2 separate regions of the Mus musculus genome follow, and region 2 is linked to region 1. A link is a contact called in public HiChIP or PLAC-seq data. All regions are on one chromosome and are shown on one strand. Each heading gives the region's core, a stretch centred on a gene start, on an enhancer-like site or on the middle of the called end of the contact. The rest is flanking DNA. Distances are from core to core; before and after follow the strand shown. Region 1 holds the start of Kcnc2 (potassium voltage gated channel, Shaw-related subfamily, member 2). Region 2 holds the start of Trhde (TRH-degrading enzyme).

Evidence for each region. HiChIP or PLAC-seq counts read pairs in DNA pulled down with a chosen protein or histone mark.
Region 2: a contact with region 1 is called in an H3K4me3 HiChIP or PLAC-seq map of embryonic stem cells, with 18 times the contacts expected there. The contact joins the promoter of Trhde here to the promoter of Kcnc2 in region 1. A contact is called at or near these places in 1 of 484 Hi-C or Micro-C datasets (embryonic stem cells) and 1 of 115 datasets of contacts at active chromatin or transcription factors (embryonic stem cells).

What each region holds. Positions count from the first base shown.
Region 1 is chr10:112,268,132-112,271,496 of GRCm38.p6, reverse strand. Kcnc2 (potassium voltage gated channel, Shaw-related subfamily, member 2) reads right to left here and starts at 1,480. Exons shown (of 5, transcript NM_001379643.1): 1 at 949-1,480.
Region 2 is chr10:114,800,530-114,803,894 of GRCm38.p6, reverse strand. It overlaps Trhde (TRH-degrading enzyme), which reads left to right and starts at 1,593. Exons shown (of 19, transcript NM_146241.3): 1 at 1,593-3,365. The coding sequence starts at 2,472. Gm15723 (predicted gene 15723) reads right to left here and starts at 2,169. Exons shown (of 2, transcript NR_155864.1): 1 at 1,632-2,169.

The DNA.
Region 1 (3,365 bases), core at 231-2,730:
AGAACGAAGAACAGTTGAGTCTTCCTTGACCTTCCAGGAAACCTTTTTCTCTTGCGGCACACAGTCCACCCTTGGCTCTGACCTCTCTTTCCTTCTTGCCCTCCACCATGCCTCCCCTCTATCCCTGTCACATCCAACCTGCTTTAAGTCCCCAAGCCCCTCTTTCCTTTCCCTAAATCCCCACCGTTCAGTCCCCAGCCTTTTTTTCTACCCGCCTTTGCTCCAAGCGCTCCTCCCTAACTAGACCCCTTACCCACTATCCCATCCCTCTCTCTCTCTCGCTCAGCCCCTCCCCTGTTCTTAATGCAATTCCCCCATGAGGGAGTTACATTTGCTGAGGCAACTTAGCAGTGTTGAGTGGGAGGAGGCCAGGAGTGCCCCAGCTGCCTGCATACCCTGGTCCAACCTTAAGACAGCTCTCCCCACCGCCACCACCACCCCCAGCACTAGGGGAGTGCCCTTTGCCCGCTCTGTTCTCAGTTCACTTCTCTCCCTCACCTACCAGGCAGAAGACTGAACCCAGAAGTCAGAACAACAATAACAACAACAAACGTCCTCGCTACCGCCTTTCACCAAGGAGACCTCTGACTAATTTCCTCATCCAATTTCCTTTTCACATTACTGTTGCCGTTTGTTGCTAAATGTTATTATTACTTGGGAAAGGAAACGGCTAACTAGGATCCATCTTTGAGGACAAAAGTGAGCAGTCTCTGCCACCCCTCCCCCTTCCCAAGAAAAACAAACATCTTGGGGTGGAGAGTGGGGGGTTGCTTTCGAGGAGGGGCGAGGCCCAGGAGAAGCTGAGGGAGGCACACCCCCTGGGTCGCTGAGCTAGACCGCCTGTTTCCAGCTTCTCCCCAGGGGCTCCACAGCCAAGCTCTTAAAGCTAGGCAGGGGGATGCCCGCCTGCGCTGCCCTTCCTTTTCTCCCCTCCTAGTCCCCGGATACCTTAAGGAGACCGGGAGTAAAGTGGATCTGCTTGGGTCTCCCTGTGGACGAGGTTCTTCCTGCAGTCGGACAGAGTCTCTGCGACCAGCTGAGCCGCCCTCCTCAAAGGAGAAACTACTTGTTGGCGTTTTTTCGGGGTTCAGGTGGTTGATCCGCTTCTCTGGGTGCTGAGGTCGGGGAGACAGTCCCCGCCTGCCGCCCGCCGCGCTCCCTGCCTTCACGCTGCTGCGATCTGCTGGCTCTCCCATAGCCACCCTCCGCACCCAGAGTCACCATCGCGCGGGGCTGGGCGAACCATGGAGCTCGGGGCGGGTCCAGCTGGCACAGCCCGACCCCGCCGCAGACCTTCGGGTCGGCTGGCTGTGTCTGGAGCGGAGGCTGACCGAAGGACAGGGGGGCTCACCCAGTGGAAAGTGAAGGCTCTCAGCTTAGATTTGGATCCACAGATTTGGTGCTCCCCCCACCCCCGCCCGAAAGCGTCCTCTGCTAGAGCTGTTCTTCACCACCGCTTGCCTGAGCACACAGCTACAGTGGGTGGGTGGGTCTGGGGAATCTAGGATAAGCAGCACCGTCCTCCGCCCTCTCTGGAGCCCTACCTGCACTCTTTAAGCACAGATCTCCAGACCCTGTCTCCTCACTGCCCCACCCCTCCCAACAAGAGAGAGAGAGAGAGAGAGAGAGAGAATCTAAAGCCAATTGTATCTTTTCCTTAATGACAGCTGACAGGAGAAGTCTGCTTACAGGTGACAGGGATCTTGTTTCTTGTGTCTTCTACAGGGCTCTACTTTCTCTCTTCACTCAAATGTAGGTCTCCAGCCACCACCTCACGGTTATGTAAAACAAAACAAGTTTCTAAAAGTTTATCCCAGGAACATAATGCTCCAAAAAGTAAAACTTCAGCTTCCTTTGTCTGAAATAACCAAGCAACAAAGCAGTGCTCTCATCAGCCAAGTCCCAGTTAACTCTACTGTCTATCTGGGCCTTGTTTGTGCTGCTAGCGCTGATAAAATTAAGTATTTACAACCGCAGGGCTTTCCCCCCAGAAGAAATAGAGTATCTTACAATTTCAGGGTTCAGGGTTGGTCCTTCTGTAGGCCCTGAGGATAGAATGTGATCCAGTCAGCTACATGAGCTTGAAGGTAGCTAGTTTCTCCCAGCATCTCCTCACACCACTCTCTTCCTGTGTACATGTTATGTGTGTCTCCAGATTCTCCCTTCTCCGTGACATCACCCACATGATACAACAACCCTTGATAACGGCCTCATTTTAACCTGATCACCTCTAGACCATGTCTCCAACTAAAATCACCCTTTAATTAGTGGACATTGGGACCCCAGTAGATTGTCTTAGGGAGAACATGATATAACTCATACTAGATCTCATCACCAAAAAAAGCATGTTCTCTCTCTCTCTCTCTCTCTCTCTCTCTCTCTCTCTCTCTCTCTCTCTCTCTCTCTCTCTCTCTCTCTCTCTCTCCCCCCCTCTCTCTCTCTCTCTGTGTGGGTGTGTGTTTACATTTCAAGGAGAGACAGAGAGAGGGGACAGGTGGAATGGAGGAGGAGGAGCCAGAGCCAAAGAAGTGTACCGTTCCACAACTCCATGAGCAATGAGCAATGTTAGGATCAACATCCAACCAGTAAGGAAAGCATCAGGATGTAAATAGAGGGAGGGATCTTTGAAAAAACAAATTTTGCTGTCAATACTGTTATTTAGCCACAAAGTCGGCTGCAGCTGTCAAATTGACATGACTGGAAAAAGAAACTTAATTGATGAATCACCTCCATCATATTGACCTGTGGGGATAACTATGGGGCATTGTTTTTTACTTAATAGTTGATGTAAGAATACCAGACTAGGGAAAAAAATTACCAAATGAATTCGAATTCTATTGTCCCAGCTATTCCTTTATTTAATGTCATAAGTTCAATATAGAAAAGAATATGATATAAGCTTTAAAGTAAATTCACAATAGTAATAATGGTAACCTGAGCATTGGTAGTAACAGATAACATTTACTGAGAGCACAATAATTGTAAAATGCATAAATTCCATCCTTCGGTTTTAATAAAAGTAATGTTCACATTGTATAATAATGAAGACTATAGAAAGCTAACTTGTATCTTATATATCAGTGACAGGAATCTATGATGAGAGATTCCAGTTTCACAATAGTTCTTGTACTCTGGGGAAAGGTATGAGTGAATCAAAACGGAAAGGGGAGTGGCAAGGAGGACTTACAGGGAGGGAAACAATGATGTCAACTGGAGCACATTGGCTGGATCTAAGTTTATATGAGCTACTGAGAAGTACTCACGCTGATAAGAGGATTATCCTTCGGAAGAAGTCAGAATTTTCCTATGACTTATAGATGTAAAACAGAGACTGTGACCTGGGAATCTGAAAACAAGATGTGGGA
Region 2 (3,365 bases), core at 344-2,843, 2.5 Mb before region 1:
AAAGCAAGAACAAAGATGGTTCAAAACAGAGCAGAAAAAAGTAACTGGGACAGAATGTGGCATTTCCCCTGGTCTGTTGCTGGCGGCCCACATACAACATGCTTAAAAATACCCACCCTGGCACCCATCTTCCTTATTTATGATGATGCAAGTGGACATTTAGAAAGCATGGTATTGAGCAAGTACCCTAGCTAGGGATGAAGGGAAAAGAACTTCTGCAAGCAAGACTCCCAGTTTAAAGTTGATGTTGTGTAACTGAGCTCCTCTTATTGGCCAGGCTTTAACAATATCATTTTAAGCCTATTTTTCACTACCCCAAAGCTAATAGTCTCTCTCTTTCTCTCTCTCTCTCTCTCTCTCTCTCTCTCTCTCTCTCTCTCTCTCTGGAAAATAATGATGGTGATGATTTCTTAAATGCAATCTGGATTTAAACAAACAAAAGAAACATGTAAAGAGACATTTCTTCATTTTTTTTTAAATTGACTGAGCCAGTCATTAACTCTTTGTCGCCTTCGAGGCGGCTGTCTTTCTAAGCATTGTTTTAGTTACAACTCTATCAGCACATTTTGAAGTTTCGATAGCACACCCCCTCTACTCTAGTGGAGAGAACTCCAACAAACTCCTGAGAGTCCAAAGGCGGCCAGCAGGCTATATATGTCCTGTGCTTTGATGATTCTTGCTGTTAGCGTACACTGGGGGTTCATAACTGTTCTAATGAAGTTTAAACACTTTTCATGATGATACAGGGGAGTTGCAAAGAAGAATTGTGCCTAGGTGAAGTAAGACGCTGACAAGTCACGTGAGTATGGATTGATACACTGTCCTACTAATATCCAAAGTCATGGGGCCTCCACCCTCAGTTTTCCTTCCATTCGTTTCTGAATATTGTATTGTGGGCATCATGTTGTAATGCTTTCCCCAATCTCAGAATAAAATGCGTTCTATGGGGAATCCTTCTCTTGTCTTTAGTCTTTACTTACGGAGGAGGACTCTACTAGTTCATTGCTAGCCATTATTTCTGACTGCACACCTAGCTTCACTACACTGGTGTAATATATGCAGCCAGGCTTTGGAGAATTTATTTCAATTTACATACAGTCCTCTAAATCCTCTGGCGAGCTTGATGTGTGATCTGACACTGCCTCCCCAGCAGGCTCTGCCTTTGCTCTTGATGCTAATAGCCCAAGGCTCCAGTGGTCCCTCTGGGGAATCCGCAGTAGGGCTAAGGAGTCGGAAGAGGGGTGACTGCGGGGCTTGTTGCGCCGAAGATTTACAATGTACTCTTGCAGGCAGCTCAGCAACCCCCTCTGTGGCTGTGGGTGTCTGGTGTGACAGAGCGGAGAAAAGCTCTCTCTAATCTCCCAGTGCCTGCCTCTGTCGCTAAACCTCTCTCCTCCCTCCTGCCTTCCCTTCCTCCTCGCTTGCTCCCTCTCTCTGCTTCCCGTTTCTCCGGGAGTTTCAGTCCCTGAATGCAGCTGGAGTACCCTTGGCAAAATCTACACCCGGAGCCCGTGTACACACACACATACACGCACACGCGCGCACACACGCGCACACACATGCACACGCGTTGGCACACACGCACGCACTTCAGTTCTTCCCCCGGGGACGCGGCTCAGACCTTCATCTACCTGAAGTGGACACCCCGACCGGACACTTCTTCACTTGTCTTCTCTGGAGGGCAGAGCATCATCGGAACGCGGGAGGCTTGCTGCCCAGTCCGCAACCTCACGCCTTTTACCGCCACCACTGCTTAAAGTGTCCAGGGTGGAGAAGGCTTCTTCAGGACGGATGCTCCGCGGCCGTGGGACTTCCTCCGGCTAGCTTACTCCAGTCCTTTCCTCGGTCCTCTGGTCCATCCTCTCCTCTTCCACTGCGGGGTGGAAGGCTCCAGCGCCTTCCGGGCTGCCGCCGCTGCCACCGCCGCAACTGTTTTGGCGAGCACATCCCACCCAGAAGACGGAACAACGCTGCCAGAGTGCGGGGGGCTGGTGAAGCCCTAACTTGTCCCCCGACTCAGTCGCTCTCCCCAGCGCTCTCTGTCCTCTTGGCCGAGCCGAGGAGAGAGCAACCGCCGCCGCCACCCTGGTAGAGTGCGGCGCCCGGGAGGACAGGCGAGCCGCAGGCGCACAGGGGCGGGGGCGGCGTGTGCCCGGGCGCCCGGTGCTGGCCCGACGAGTAGCGCGCACCCGGCGAGCGACACGCTTCCCAAGTTGGGGCGCGTCCCAGAGCTGGTTGCCCGGCTATCCGCAGCTGTTGTCTGGAGAGAGGCGGGGCTGATGGGGGTCGTCTCGGTCGTCACTAGCCTCCAGAGTCTGTCTTGAGAGAATCTGAGCTGGCCTCCCTAGGGTCCCAGCCGGCGTCGCGCCCTCCGCCCGCGTGCGGTCTCCAATGACTGCGCTGGAGGTGGCCCGGGTGGCCCGCCCGCTAGGGGTGTCGGAGGGGGCGGGGGAAGAGGAGGAGGCGGTGTGATGGCCCTGGACGGCGAGAGGGGGGAGCAAGAGGAGGAGAAGAAAAAGAAGAAGAAGAAAAAGAAGAGGAAGAAGAAGGAGGAGGAGGGGGCAGAGAAGAGCAGTTCACCCTTTGCGGCCACCATGGGAGAAGACGACGCCGCGCTCCGGGCAAGCGGCAGGGGGCTCTCGGACCCGTGGGCTGACTCGGTGGGAGTGAGACCCCGCACCACGGAGCGCCACATCGCAGTGCACAAGAGGCTTGTGCTGGCCTTTGCCGTGTCCATCGTGGCACTGCTGGCTGTCACCATGCTGGCCGTCCTGCTCAGCTTGCGATTCGACGAGTGTGGAGCGAGCGCGGCGATGCCTGGCACCGACGGTGGCCTCGGGGGTTTCCCCGAGCGCGACAGCAACAGCAGCTTTCCAGGTTCTGCCCGGCGCAACCACCACGCGGGTGGGGAATCCTCTCAGCGTGAGAGCGGCGAGGTGGGCACCCCGGGGACCCCGTCTGCCCAGCCGCCGTCGGAGGAAGAGCGGGAGCAGTGGCAGCCCTGGACACAGCTGCGCCTATCCGGCCACCTCAAGCCGCTGCACTACAATTTGATGCTCACCGCTTTCATGGAGAACTTCACCTTCTCTGGGGAGGTCAACGTGGAGATCGCGTGCCGGAACGCCACCCGCTACGTGGTACTGCACGCCTCCCGAGTGGCGGTGGAGAAGGTGCAAGTAGCTGAAGACAGGGCGTTCGGGGCTGTCCCGGTTGCAGGCTTTTTCCTCTACCCACAAACGCAGGTCTTGGTGGTGGTATTGAACAGAACCCTGGACGCGCAGAGGCATTACAATCTGAAGATTATCTACAATGCCCTGATAGAGAACGAGCTTTTGGGCTTCTTCCGCAGCTCCTACGTGATCCAC